Regions from separate parts of the Capra hircus genome. Here region 1 is linked to region 2. The links are chromatin contacts, called in public Hi-C maps. All regions are on one chromosome and are shown on one strand. The core of a region is the stretch at or near the end of the contact, and the rest is flanking DNA. Distances in the headings are between cores, read along the strand shown. Region 1 has its middle 150 kb from the start of OPA1. Region 2 holds the start of HES1 (transcription factor HES-1).

Region 1 (7,321 bases), core at 3,784-6,283, 340 kb after region 2:
CCTCCCTCCATGGGATTCTCCAGGCAAGAGTACTGGAGTGGGTTGCCATTTCCTTCTCCAGGGGATCTTCCCGACCCAGGGATCGAACCCGGGTCTCCAGCATTCCAGGCAGATGCTTTAACCTCTGAGCCACCGGGGAAGCCCATGTGGTTCTCTCTGTTGAAGGAGAACCACTGTGTGTCTCTGGATGACATCTCAAGTCCCTTCATTTAATCTTGCCAGTTGCCATATTCATGATTAGTCTCCATCGACTATCCAGAATGATGAATACCAAGCAGCTCATTTATCTTTTTGATAGTTCCATAGCCCAACTTCCCTAACACTTGTGATTATGCTAGACTTCAAAGGCAGACAAATCAAATTCCTTTTCCATCCCCACTTAATTTTTTTTAATACACTGATTGAGAGCCTACTATTTTCCAGGCACACAGTAGGTACATAACACATGCTTGCTGAGTGTATGAATAAGTGAAACAACTCAGGTAGGTGCAAACTCTATTAAACCTTTGAACACATCCTACATCATTTAACTCTCCACAACCCTGTAAGGTAGGAAGCAATCTTTCCATTTTACAACTGAAAAAACTACATCTAAGATACTGATATAGCTGTATTTTGCTCACCATCACCCAAGGACATTTTAGTCCTTCTCATTGTGAAAGGCTTGGTCACCTCCCCACTGGAACATTACCCACTCCGACTGGTCCTCTCCTCTCCTCCCTCCTAATACTTTCTTTATTCTGCAAAGGGCCTGCCCCACCCCTAAAAGTCAACTGTATCACCAATTAGCTGGGTGGTGTTGGGTCAGTCATATCCCCAGTTGGGATTCCCATTGGTTAGTGGAAGCATTTAACTTGGTGACCCTAGCACCTTTGACATGGATCCTCTGGAGAACATCCTTTCCTCTCCCTCCTCCCTCTCTCAAGGCTGCCCGTGCTTTGCTGAGACCTCCCTCAGCGTAGGGGCCAGAGCACTCCTCTCCACAAACAACTTCAGGACTTTCAGCTTCTCAGACATTCCCAGAACCCAAGAGGGCTGTTTTCAGCCTCCCGACTCTGGCCCAGAGCTCAAATATCTCTCAACGCCAGAACCACAAACTCCCAGAGAGACACATAGCATCAGGGTTAATGAGCACCTACCTGCAGCTGCTGGCCCGCCTGTGGTTCTCCATCCTTGGAAACTAGACACGAATGAATCCATCCCTTCATCACTACACTTGAGTCACTCTGGTCAATTTTGGAACAAGTGAAATTACATATTCTCCCTATCAGAACTGGGATGGTCCTTTTAAGACAAATGGTTCATGTTACCTCCAACACCTATGCCTCTTCTACACACGAGGAAACCAAGACCCCTAACCCTCTAGATAGAGAATCACAACCAAGAACGTGAAGGATGGTAAATGACAGGCCTTTTTGAGGGGGATGGATGGCAGAGGTATTTTAATGAACACAGTCCTTTCTTGCTCTAGCAAAAGAAATGCTAGTGGTAGAGAACCTGCCTGAAAACGCAGGAGACTTAGGAGACATGGGTCTGATTCCTCAGTTAGGAAAATCCCATGGAGAAGAAATGGCAACCCACTCCAGTATTCTTGCCTGGAGAATCCCATGGACAGAGAAGTCTGGCGGGCTATAGTCCATAGGGTCACAAAGAGTTGGACACAACTGAAGCGACTTAGCACACACATTCCTTTCTCTCTCATAGGATAGACTGGCAAAGACCCACTGGGAAAATGGCCTCTCATGACTTATTAATCCTGACAACAGGATTCTGTTATCAATGGCAAGGCCTGTGGATGTCCTGCCTCTATTGGGACAATAGCTCAGTTGCTCAAAAACATGATGCTGATGAGAGTACTAAGTCTCCACCACTTTCAGACTGACTTCCCCAAGATAAGGGATAAGATGTTAGCCTTAGTCCTTGATAAGCCAAATATTGGGCTTCCGTGGTGACTCAGATGGTAAAAGAATCTACCTGTGGTATAAGAAATCGAGGTTCAATCCTTGGGTTGGGAAGATCTCACGGAAGAAGGCATGGAAACCCATTCCAGTATTCTTGCCTGGAGAATTCCATGGACGAAGGAGCCTGGCAGGCTAAAGTCCATGGGGGTCACAAAGAGTCAGACATTAGCCATAGTCAAGCCTAATATCTGAAGCTCCAATACTTTGGCCGCCTAATGTGAAGAACTGACTCATTAGAAAAGACTCTGATACTCGGAAAGATTGAAGGCAGGAGGGGAAGGGTATGATAAGAGGATGAGACGGTTGGATGGCATTACTGACTCGATGGACATCAGTTTGAGAATGCACTGGGAGTTGGTAATGGACAAGGAAGCCCGGCTGTAGTCCATGGGATCGCAAAGAGTCAGACAGGACTGAGTGAGTGAATTGAACTGAAGCCTAACATCAAGTGCCCCTCCCCCATGCGCGCGCGCGCGCACACACACACGCGCACGATACTGATTAAACTAATTTTATGCCCATGATGCATTTTTTAATAAAGGGAAACGGTATCCTTAGGCTAGTGTTTGGGGGCAGACCCTCCCCCTTCTTGATTGGTTGGCCAGGGTGGTGCTGAGTCAAGTCCAGGATTTGGGGAAAATGGAACCAGGATTCTGGCCTTAACCTTGACGCACTGTTCAACCTGGGGCCCATAAAGTGGCAATGTCACATGATTGTTCACAGTAGCACTGTGGGCATCAGAAGAGGGAAGGCTGTGGAAGCTCTTTGCAAACTGTAAAGTACTGCTTACGTACAATTTAATAATACCAGGCTTTTACTCCATTATCTGCTGGAAGCTCATGTGGATGAGCCTGGTCACATATATGCACAAACTGTTGCTGGCTCACCTTTCTCAAAGGTAGCTATGCCCACACTGCCTGTCCACAAAGCAAGCCATTACAGCTACCCACACCTGCTGCCCAAGCTCCAATACCAACCTCTGTTATCTTCCAAGGAGTGAAACCACTGAGCAACCTAACCTGCCAAACTGACCCTATCATGGTGACCCAACGAGTTTTTCTTCTGTCTACCTTTCCCAACCTAGAAATGCCCCATCCTTCCTCTCCGACCTCCACAGACTCTACACATCAGAGGCCTACTCATGCTTCCAGGCCCAATTTTCAGGCCACCACTTCCAGGAAGTCTTCCCTGATTATACTCTCACCCACCCTCAACGGAAGTGGTTTCCTCTCCTCTGAACTCATGTCATTGTCCTTTTCTTATAGGGTCTATTTTCTATTAGAACAAATTGTAGGTGCATTCCCTCTCCCCTTACCAAAGCTGGAATTCCTCAAGACCACCTTTTCTGTCCACCATCCTTCACTCTTAACTCCAGCACCTGGCACAGTTCCCAGCAAGGGCTTGGTGTTGAAGGAACAAACGAATGAATGCCCTTCTTCCAAACACAAAACTCAACAGCAGAATGGACTTCTTCTCTCCCTGCGTGTGGGTTTGATAAAGACTGTTGCATCTGGAACACAGACAGAAGATCTTAGGGAACTCGGCAAGTGGGGATCACAAGGAAGTGGGTCACACAGAGATGGAGAGTCAATTGGTAACATGAAACCACGTAACACATGGGTTGACGATTAATCACCGAGTAACCACAAAGTCCAGGGCATATTTTTAAAAGGTAGTCAGAGTTATAAGGCATATCTAATACAAATCATAGTAATCATGAGCAGATTTAATTTTTTACTGTTTTACACTTATTCTTCCAGGATATTCAAGCAAATATCCACCTGCAAAGGGAGGAGCTGGGAGTGGCCACCTAGGGGTGGCGGCACCCAGGCCAACCGCACAAGATGGGGGAGGGTCTGTCTCCAAACACTAGCTTTGGGAGATTGTTTCTCTTTATCAGTCTGGGAACGGAAGTTTTAGTCTAAGCTCTGAGACTAATTGGGTATGTAGATATGTCAGGAGGATGCCCTTTTGGTTCCTGTCTTTCTGTCCTCCTGTAAATCACAGTTAGACAGGTGCTCCTATGTGACCCTCAGATTAAGGGAGGTGTACAGGTTTCCCGCTTGCCCCCAATGACTTTGGCCACTTTCCACTGACTTTTAACAAAAGGCCCTCTGGGTTTACTCGAACTTTCGCCAGGTTCCCAGTAGTAAGCACACTGTTGGCCCATGCAGGATTTCCTGATAATGAGTGTGGAATGGGAGCCCCTGAGAAACAGAGAGGTCCACCGTCAACTCTCAGCCGAGGGCCCACCTTCTTCAGTTTCGGATGTCGCCGTCCCTGGATGTCACAGGCAGCGAAGTCCAAGTCAGGGGCCCCTCACTGCGGTTCTTGGCTCTGCAGTCTTGTCTTTCGGAGGCTCAGCTGCCCACAGAGAAGCTGAGGTAACACCTCTGAGCCAGGCTCCTGCATGGCTGCATATTCGCTGAGCTGGCCACAAATACCCCTTGGCCATCTCCCAGAGCCCAGGTGTAAGCAGCCATCTGTGGGGGGCGGAGGGGGGGGGTGGTGTGTGTGGAAGAAAAACAGGAATGTCCCCCCACCCCTCTGTCACCCACGCCCAGAGCAAACAGTGCTCACCCCTCCGAAATAAGTAATCAGATGTTCCCAGGGTGGCCTGTAAACTACTAACCTCTCTCTTTGGGAGGTAGGAAGGAAAGAGGTTGCTACTGAATATTTCTCTGTGTTTCTGTCTGTGAGTATCAAGAGATAGCCTGTGTGTGTGTGAATCCCCCTTCACCCCGTGACTTACACAACTGGGTATTTACACACCAGATGGTCCCTGCAGGAAAAGGCAAGTCCCCAGCTGCTGTGGAATTTTAAGAGATCTCCCAGGAATGCCCTTCTGGGATGTCTGGTTCTAATTGCCTCCGTCAGCCAGCGCTGGCGAGCTGGCAGAAGCAATGAGAGGTGAAATTAAACAGATTCCAGTTCACATCAGACCCCCAGCCCTGCCAAAGTCCCCCAAGGGCCAGAAAAGAAAACAAATGCGGCCACAGTGGTGGGTGTGGTGGAAAGAACTCCAGACTGGAAATTGGAAGGCCCGGATTCACATCCCTGCACTGCCTCTAACGCCCTGCCCTGTGTGGCTTTGGACCCATCGCTTCCCTTCTCCTGCGGCAGTTTCCTCATTTGCTAAACGCATGGTGAGGACTACTGGCTGGTCTCCAAGGCCCCTCCCCAACCCCAGATTCAGGAACAGAAGTGTTGAGCTCTCATCGCAGCGCTTGGTGGGGGTGGGAATTTTTTTCTGAACTGTAAAACCAGATGCTTGGCATTTTTAGATCTTTAAGAAGAATGGCGTAAAGGGTGAGGATTTCGTCCCCGTCCATTGTAACCTAGCCCCAGCCCCAGCCCCAGCTCCAGCCCCATTTTTCCTCTTTACTTGGCCTAGGATAAGGGTGGCTGGAGACTCAGCCAGAGAGGAGACAGGAATCCCGCAGTTCCTTAGCGCCCCCTATAGGCCCAATGGGCAGTGGCGCTGAAACGGTGGTTTTCCAGGGAGCCACCTGCACTCCAGCCTCCCAGGCTTCTACTGCAAAGCCTAGGGTTTTAGAAGCAGGCGGTTCAAACTGGCCCCTAAGTTGTGCGGAATTTCTCTCTTTGTGGCGTGTTGCTTTAAGGCTCAGAGTAAAGCCGTTGAACTAATAGCCACAACAGTCTGGGGTTGAACACCCCATGGGGCTCCTACAGTATAGGCACAGTGGCCGGGGTCATCGAGGACAAAACACGGAAGGCTTTCGGTTCGCACTCAGCTCCTACTCACCCACCCTCCGCCCTCCCCCTCACTCTCTAACCCCACAGCAGACGCTTGCGCATCTCCAGCTACTACTGCTCACTACTTTCTGAGTCAACCTGTACCTGGTAGGGACTTTGTACGGCTAGTAACAGACCCACAATCACGGATCTGACTTTGTGAAATTGGGGGCTTATTTCCTTGTCAAAAAGGCATCCGCAGATAGCTGCAGTCCACAAACTCATGGGGAACCAGAGCTCCTTCCAGCTTTTTCCTTAGCCATTCCCACAGCATGACTCCCTCATGGGCCTTATGGACCAAGATGACCACTTAAGTTCTAGCCCTCACCTCTGCATCCAGAGAAGAAGAGGGGCCCAAGGGTTTCTGGGGTTCCTCCTTACTTGGTCAGTCCCCTTGAAGACCCATTTAATGACTCACACTCTGGCATCTCCTGGGCCACTCCAGTAGGGATGGCTGGGAAAGCAGTCCCATGGCCAACTCGCATAAAACTGGGCTCTGTTTGCCCAGGGAGGAGATTGGACGTACGGCCTATCTGCGCTGGGAGAAGCCAGGATTGGCCGCACAGTTGTCTCCTTCCTACACTGATTTCCTCTGCCTGCAGAGAGGACAGGTGCTCTGCAAGTGCTCACCGGATCCCAGAGAACGCCCCACCTCTCCACACAAGACCAGGCTCCTGCCAAGCTGGTGGAGAGAGATGGTATCTGCCCAATCACTATCTCCGGAAGATGATGCCAGGCAACTTCCTCTGAGCCAGGCATCTCTGGTATTTTCCCTAGGGAGAACTTTGCCAGCTCAAGGAGGACCTAAGCCCAGCTTCAGATGCACCTCCCTCGGTACCCGTTGCTTCCTTGCAGGCGCTAGTGGCTTTGTCTTGATCTTCCACTCCACCCAGGGAAGGAGATGGGGAGATCCCCAGCCCATATTTGGATATGCCCTCTATTCCAGGAAGAGAGTTCACTGCTTTCTCCCTAGATTTGTGTGTCTGGGAGCCAAAGCCACACATCAGCTCAAAACTCAAACCCTTACATGTTTAAATTTGGTATTTAAAATGGTATACAGATTTGGCTCTGCAGCTAACTGCTTAACTAGCTACTGTCTAGTTTTCTGGTCTCAGATGCTTGGAAGAGGTGCTGAAGGCTTGGAGAGGAGGCTTAGCCTGTGGCTGGTCTCCAGGCTCTGCTTCATGCGGTGGATGTGACTTCCTCCACATCAGGAGACCTACAGGCCTTTCTCTCCACCTTGGACCTCTGCAAGGCCACTTTCCAGTGATGGAAAGGTCGTTGCTTACACGGGACCAAGATGTGAAGGAAGTTGAAAATTTGGGAGCAAGCTTCTTTAGGGACCCACTTTCTAAATCTCCTGGGTGGGGGGCTCCAACTCTTCACTATGGCCTCAATCATTATTCCTTTTTTATTTCAGCAGCCATCCATGTAACTCAGTAACTACGCTGCCTGCTTGTGACAATAAACTGCATCCTCTTCGTGGGGCATCATCTGAAGCAGGCTTCAGTTGTGGCCATCTTTGTTAGGCATGGCCTAAGAATACCTCTTCTGTCTTCCTGTCACCTTCTTCCATTCAGTTCTCTTGTGAAGAGAGAGGACTT
Region 2 (6,997 bases), core at 751-3,250:
CCATTAGGTATGAGGAAGGCAAACTGGCCGTCGGGAGCCGGCACCACCTGGAAGCCGCCGAACACCTTAGCCGCCTCTCCAGCAGGGCTGCCCAGCTTGCAGGGCGCGCCGCCGGGAGGGGGCGCCGCACCCCCGGGGATCGGCACGAGCGGCGGCGGCGGCGCGAACGGCGCGTGCTGCGGGCCGCCAGGTCCTGGCGGGGGCGGCGGCGGCGCCTGCAAGGCGGGGTGCGGCTGCCCTGGGTAGGTCATGGCGTTGATCTGGGTCATGCAGTTGGCCAGGTGGCCGAGGAGTCGGGTGCGCACCTCGGTGTTAACGCCCTCACACGTGGACAGGAAGCGGGTCACCTCGTTCATGCACTCGCTGAAGCCGGCGCGGTACTTCCCCAGCACGCTCGGGTCTGTGCTTAGCGCGGCTGCGGGCCAGAAGGAGACGGATGGGTCACCGAACGGCCCTGGCCCCGAAGCCACCGCCTCCGCCCTGGGAGGTCCTCGCGGCGCGCCTCCCTGACCACCCGCCCGCGGAACTGCCTCTGGGTAGCCGGCTGGGTTTAGAAAAACCCTCCACCTCGCCACACTAGCTTGGCGACCGACCCCGATACACTCCCTCTCCATTCCCTGTCGCTTCATTTAACCCGATCTGAAGCCTCAAATTTGCCTCCTCCCCACCCCCGCGCGATGTGACCTTGGATAGTGCCCTTCCCCCTCTTCTGCACCATCCGAGCCTTATTTCCCCTTATGTAGCGGGCGAGGAGGGCGTGCTAAACTAGATGACCCCCAAGCTCCACGCAGCTTAAAAACCACCACGGTTCTAAATCCTTTCACTCCCCCATCCGCTTCCCCCACTGCCAAGCCGCCCGCCGCCCGCCGCCCTCGCCACTACAACCTCTCTCCCTCCCTTTCCGGAACAGTAACAACTTGGAGTTGTGGCTATAAATAAGCCCCAGACCGTGGGAACGCAAGAGTGAGCCAAGGCAGTAAAATGTAGCTGAATGCCTCTCACAACCACGGGCGGAAGTCTGGAAGAAATCACCGCGGGGCGAGAGAGACGCCCGCAGAGGGGGACGCGGCGAGCCGCTCTCACCCGTCATCTGTGCCCGCTGCAGGTTCCGGAGGTGTTTCACTGTCATTTCCAGAATGTCCGCCTTCTCCAGCTTGGAATGCCGCGAACTCTGCACAGAAGAGGAGGCAAAGGAGGAAAGTGAGAGCCTCGCCAGAGGTTTCGGAATGGTGGGGGTCCGTCCCTCCCCCTGGCCACGGCGGCGACAGCCCTAGACCTCGGCTAGAGGGGCCCAGCTCTCCCGCCTCTGAGAATGCAGTGCAGGCAGGGAAGACCCCGCAGGCAAGGGGATTTCATTCTTAATACCTGGGAGAGAGAGAAAAAAAGAATTACCCACTTACATCTTTTTTAAGAGCATCCAAAATCAGTGTTTTTAGCTGGCTCAGACTTTCATTTATTCTTGCTCTTCGTCTTTTCTCCATGATAGGTTTTGATGACTGTAAAGAAAATTTTTAAAAAAGAGCGCTTGAGTTCCCATGGGACCTGCCATTTCTCCCCGCGATTTTAAGGGAGAAAAGAGCCCCCAACCCCGACTTAATTTCCTGGGGGTGCAGGGAAATACAGGTACTGCCCTTACCTTTCTGTGCTCAGATGCTGTCTTTGGTTTATCCGGTGTCGTGTTGACACTGGCTGGGGTAGCAGCCACCGGGGACGAGGAGTTTTTCTCCATTATATCAGCTGGCATTTTCTTTTTCTTTTTTTAATCCCTAGAGAATTTTATTTTTGGAGTTCTTCACACACAAAAAAATTGTCTTGCTTATGTCCCTTTTACTTTATACTTTCTCAAAACTACTGAGCAAGTGCTGAGGGTTTATTATAATATCTTATGGCTACTTGGTGATCGGTAGCGCAATTCCAGGACCAAGGAGAGAGGTAGACGGGGGATTCCGCTGTTATCAGCACCAGCTCCGGATCCTGTGTGATCCCCAGGCCCTGGCGGCCTCTATATATATCTGGGACTGCACGCGAACGGCTCGTGTGAAACTTCCCAAACTTTCTTTCCCACAGTAACTTTCAGCCAATGGGAGGAGGAGACACGCGGCACCGCTCGTGGACCGCGCCCCCCCATTGGCCGCCAGGCACAAGGCCTGGCGGCCAATGGCGCGCGCCTGAGCCCGGGGCACCAGAGGCTACAACGTCAATCAAAAGGATTTTAACCCTTTGCTACTCTCCCTGCTGGCCTTTGCTTTAGAAAGGATTTTTCCGCATTGGGTTTGCTCTAGTCTAGTTTATTTCTCTTGGGGCTTCGGCCTTTGCTCTTTATTTCCTTTCATATGTAATAGAGCTGCTTTGCCAGTAATAAATTCATTTGAAATATATATTTTTAAAGGTTTAGAAGGACAGGGATTAAAGGTTATAAATGCAGTGGTTAGAACGGGGGAATGTGTGTAAGGGTGTGAGTTACGAAAAGATCTAAGTGATTTCCCTCTCAGACTCCGCACGTTCGGGGGAGGAGGGGGGTGAAAGTTGACCGTGCAAAAAAGGGCAAAAAATTTTCCTTTTGCATGCAGAAAAGGAAAATGTGCCTCCATCTTTTATTTGCAGATTTTTCAGAGCAAGGTGGTTTTCGATCCCCGCACCCCTCCCCCGGTCCGTCCCTCATTTTTCCTCTGGAGTTGGGGGCCTCGGACCCCGCGCTTCCCCAGGAAACAATCAGAATAATTTCCAACTGAGCAGAAAGGAAATGGAATTTCAAATGAAAGGTTAACAAGGGGGACTTTGATGGCAATGCCTCAAGGACGCACGCACGTCCTTGCCACCTTTTCCCTTTCCACCCGCCCCCTCTCGGTTCTGCAGCGCGCCGAGGCGGCCTGCCGAGCGGCAGCCTCTCCCTCCTTCCCGCCCCGCGGGCGGCCAGGGCAGCCTCGGCACCCGGCGCGCGCGGGCCCTTTAAGAGCTACACCAGCCGAGCTGCAGTTTGACATCAGCCGGCCGGCGAGGGCGCGCCTGGAGCCGGAGCACGTGCCAGGATGTTTTATTGCCGCCGCGACTGCGGCCGGGCCGGGAGGATGTGTGTGTGTGCGTGCGTGTGTGAGTGTGTGCGCGCGCCCCGGGGGCAGGGAGGCGGGGGGCGGCGGCGGGCGGCGGAGCGCGGGGGCTGGTTCCTGGTCCCCGGGAGAAGCCAAGAAGGTAAATAGCAGCTGCTGTGCTCGAGCCTGGGAAAACCCCGCCCCCTGCGCCTGGCCTGGGCTCATTGGCGCGCGCTGCGTGTGGGGTGTGTGTGTGTGTCCCCGGCCCCCCCCCCTCCTCCGGCCCCCGCCGGGCCTGGAATCCGAGGGGGCGGCGGGCTGGGAGCCTAGCCCAGGCGCTGACCAACCGCCCCCACCCCAACTACCCCCGGGCCAAGGTCAGCCCTTCCGGGCGGGGAGCGCACGCCCTGGGGTGGAGAGTGGGGAATTATTCCAACCCCCCCTCCACCCCTGATTTCGGGCTTGAGGTTTTAACTCCGCCGAAAGCCTCACTTGCAACAGCCCGGGGGAGGGGTGGGGACCTTCTTGTTTGCTCCCTGCCCTGGCCCTCCCTCCCCCCGCGGGGCCCCGGGCGCCCGCCGTGGTCACGAGATGCCTGACCGCACTTAGGAAGCGGCCGGGTCAGCCTCCTGCCTCCGCTCGGCGGCTGCGGTTAAAGCGGCTTCGCGCCGCCCGCCTTCTCTCCGAGTCCAGGGAGGCCGGGCAGCTCCCCCTCGCTGCACCCGGGAGGCCGCCGGCGGGCGGCCGGGAAGAGGCGGGCGGCGCGGGCGGCGCGGGCGGCTGCGTGCTGCCGGCTGGCCGGGCCGCGCGCCGGGAGGAGCCGCCGCCGCCGCCGCCGCCGGGTGCCACGTGGCGGGCGCCGGGCCGGGAGCGCCAGGGCTCTGGCGGCGGCCTCCCTGGGGGATTTGCCGCGCAGGGCGGGCGACGCGCACTGTCCCGGCCGGCCGCCGTCGCCCCCGCCGCCTCCCTCCCGCTCGCCCGCCTGCCCGGGTCGCCAGCCCCCGCGCCCCCACCCCTTCCGCCCTTCCCGCCGCCCAGGAGCTCGGGGAGCTGCTCGGGCGGCTCGGGGCAGCCCAGGAGCCGAGCGCGTCTTGTTTGATGTCGGCCCCCACCCCACCCCCTCCCAGTCCTCCAGGCTTAGAGGCCGCCGGAGGCCTGGCACACATTTCTCAGTCACTTCATTCCTTCCTTCCTCTGAGCTCCCCGCTGAGATAATGTTGTAAATGATTTCACCAGATCTGGTCCCGGATGAGATTCAGCGGTTCCTGGCTCTGGGTGACCTTGGGCAAGCCCCTCTCTTCCTTTCATTACAGGACGCATGCTCTGTGCCAGACACAGTGTTAAAGCCTGGGATACAGTGTTAAACCCTGAGAGATACAGTGGCAGCCTGCAAGGAACTGATGGTCAACTCTGGAGGCAGGCAGAATGATTTTCTGATTGATGACAGAAGCATTCCTCTATTACTATTCTTTTCTCTTAGAGCTTGGGTGATGGCCCAAGAGAACAGGAGAACCTCAAAGAAACGCTGAACCACTTCTGTATGGGCAACACTATTGCTCGTCTATATGGGGGAGAGGGACAGGGATGAATATAATATTAATAGTTCTTGTCCACAGGAAGCCTAGGGCAGAGAGATACTGTACTTTTACGTGCAGCTGACATCTGCCTATTTTCCCATATACTCCTTTGGTAGATCCTAGGCTCAAGAGAGACAGTTATGGGTCTAGATAAAGGAAAATGCTGTGAAGGTTTAGGATAATTGATTGACTCATAAATTGGGGTATCCTGAAAAACTTCCTGGAGGAGGTGGCCTGTGCTTTGTATATTGAAAAATAGGTAGGATTGGGGCACTGGAGATGTGTTGAGTCATGGGGCTGGAAAGGATGACAGTACCTATGGCATCAACAGCCTAGGCTTTGAAACTTGAGGTCTTTACTCAAGGAACACGATCTGGAGCCCAGGCTGTGTGACAGGCAAGAGTGTAAGAAGCCACTGGAGGAGGAGGCTTGAGTCTGTTAAACATCTTGCTAAAGACTTACCTTTATACAATGGAGAGCTGTGAAATGCTCTTGAGCAGAAAAGGGACATCAAAGTTCTCCTTTAGGAAGATGGTTCTGGCAAAAGAATGGAGAGTGGTTTGCAAAGTTTGAAGGCAGAGGGCCCAGTTAGGAGGTTCAAGGCAGTAAAGGAGGTAAGTTCCTAGGTAACAAGTGTAGACTGACACCTGGAAGCACCTGCCTAGAACTAGCTCACCTGGGCGTTGACTGCACGTTGTCCAGTGATCCAAGTTTTGCAGAAACTTGCTACCCTTTGCTGCATTGTTCCCCCACAACCTGGAATCTAACCAAGAAGTCATTGTGACTGGGACCTTATTTACCTTCCAAGCCTCATTTTCATCTTCCAGAATAGCCCTCAAGTCTGCAGCCAAATCTGTACCTCATTGCAGGCTGAGTTTACTTACTCTCGCCCCTTGGGTTCCTCTATGGGATTTGTGTTTGTGTGTGTGTGTTCTTAACACACTGCAGAGTGGGCTGTGTCCCATCACATTCTGAAGAAATGATGAACAATGCCTCTTTTGTTGACCTGCAACCTGGGCCAGTGGGGTAGGGCTTTTCTTTCTTATTTTAAGCAGATGGAAAAGTGGTGATGACAGAAAACTGTCTGTTGCTTTTGAAAAAGTGGAGTTCCCCTGTGTGTTTGACATCTTCTTGGTGAAAGGTGATGAGCCTGTGAAGTTACCTGGCTTTCTGCTATGCAGACTTTTCAAGCTTCTTAAAATGCTTCTGCTCAGCATCTGACTTTTTAAAAACTGCATAAATACTCTGACCCAGATTCTTCCAAGGAAAGAAAATCTTCCTTGGGAAGCTTATTAACCCTTTCTGGCTTCCCTCCAGATCTATGAGAGCCAGTGACTTCCTCTATTAAACTCTTCTATGACATTGAATGCTGTCTGCTCTTGGGCCCTAATTAACTAACCGGGTATACCACCCACTGTCCCTTCCAGCCTAAAAACCCTTTTTTCTCTCCCATTTCTGTCTTCTCCTTGGGATTTGGCACCCTGAAGGTACGTGGAGAATGTTGAACATAGTCAAGTTATGGTCTCACTGCAGTGCCTAAAAAAGCCTCACTGGTCAAATAGTTAATCAACAACTCGTTTATTGCCACTTTAGGAGTGCTTACACTGGTAGAATGAGCAAATAGTTTAAACACACACACATATTTTCGGGTAGTTGGTCAAAATTTTGCCATGAATTTGTTTCTAGGCCAGATAAACAAACAAACCTATGACATCCTAGCCCTCATCCCAGTCATTTAAGAAGAAAGTCCCCTTGCACATGGGCTCAGAGACTTTTTCAGCATCTTTATGCTGGCCAGTGAAAATAGCACCAACGGGAGACTCTCTACACTTCAAATGGGAAATCAAGTTCCTACACTCAAGAAGAACCTTTTTGATTTGGAAAGCTCTTCTTAAAAAAAGTCTTCATTTTTCCCTCTTCCGTGTCTCCAAAGCACAGAGAAAGCTGAAACTTGTTCATCAGAGGTTGTCACTTTTTTGATCCCCCTTTGAGACAAGCAAGACACAGGAATCTTGCCCACTGTATCATGCCCAGGGGCATCACAATCAGGGGCTGCTGTGTTTGTCTCCTCCCTTTCTGCCCCATGAAGGGTGATTTTTCTCCATCTTATTGCATCACCTGTTTGCTTTAAACCATAAGACAAATAACCACATCTCTAGTGAGACTCCCCTTTGTCCCTGGGTATCATAATGGTCTGTGGGTTTTGTTTAAAGCTAAAGAAAGGAGAAAGAGTGAGAGAAGAAGAAAAAAGGTATTTTGCCTAAGGACTTGAAGCTTTTTTTCCCCCTCTCTTTTCCTCCGCTTGACTGACTTTCTCACACTCAGATTCCCTGCAGCCTGCCAGGGACGTGGTAGCTGCCCTGCCAAGGGCTATCCTGGGAAGGCTATTGA

What was found. A called contact is a pair of places that touch in the nucleus more often than the background predicts.
Region 1: a Hi-C map of blood shows a contact between it and region 2, with 9 times the contacts expected there. The contact joins the enhancer-like site here to the promoter of HES1 in region 2. A contact is called at or near these places in 2 of 5 Hi-C or Micro-C datasets (both in blood).

Annotation. Positions count from the first base shown.
Region 1 is chr1:73,431,803-73,439,123 of ARS1.2, forward strand. No RefSeq gene overlaps it. Among named protein-coding and RNA genes, the nearest start is that of OPA1, 150 kb to the right of the region's middle. Within about 2 kb of position 5,034, at least 4 of the 5 cell types and tissues checked have an H3K27ac peak or open chromatin away from gene starts, as enhancers often do.
Region 2 is chr1:73,098,751-73,105,747 of ARS1.2, forward strand. HES1 (transcription factor HES-1) reads right to left here and starts at 2,001. Exons shown (of 4, transcript XM_018046555.1): 1 at 1,637-2,001; 2 at 1,401-1,496; 3 at 1,084-1,171; 4 at 1-415. The coding sequence starts at 1,744.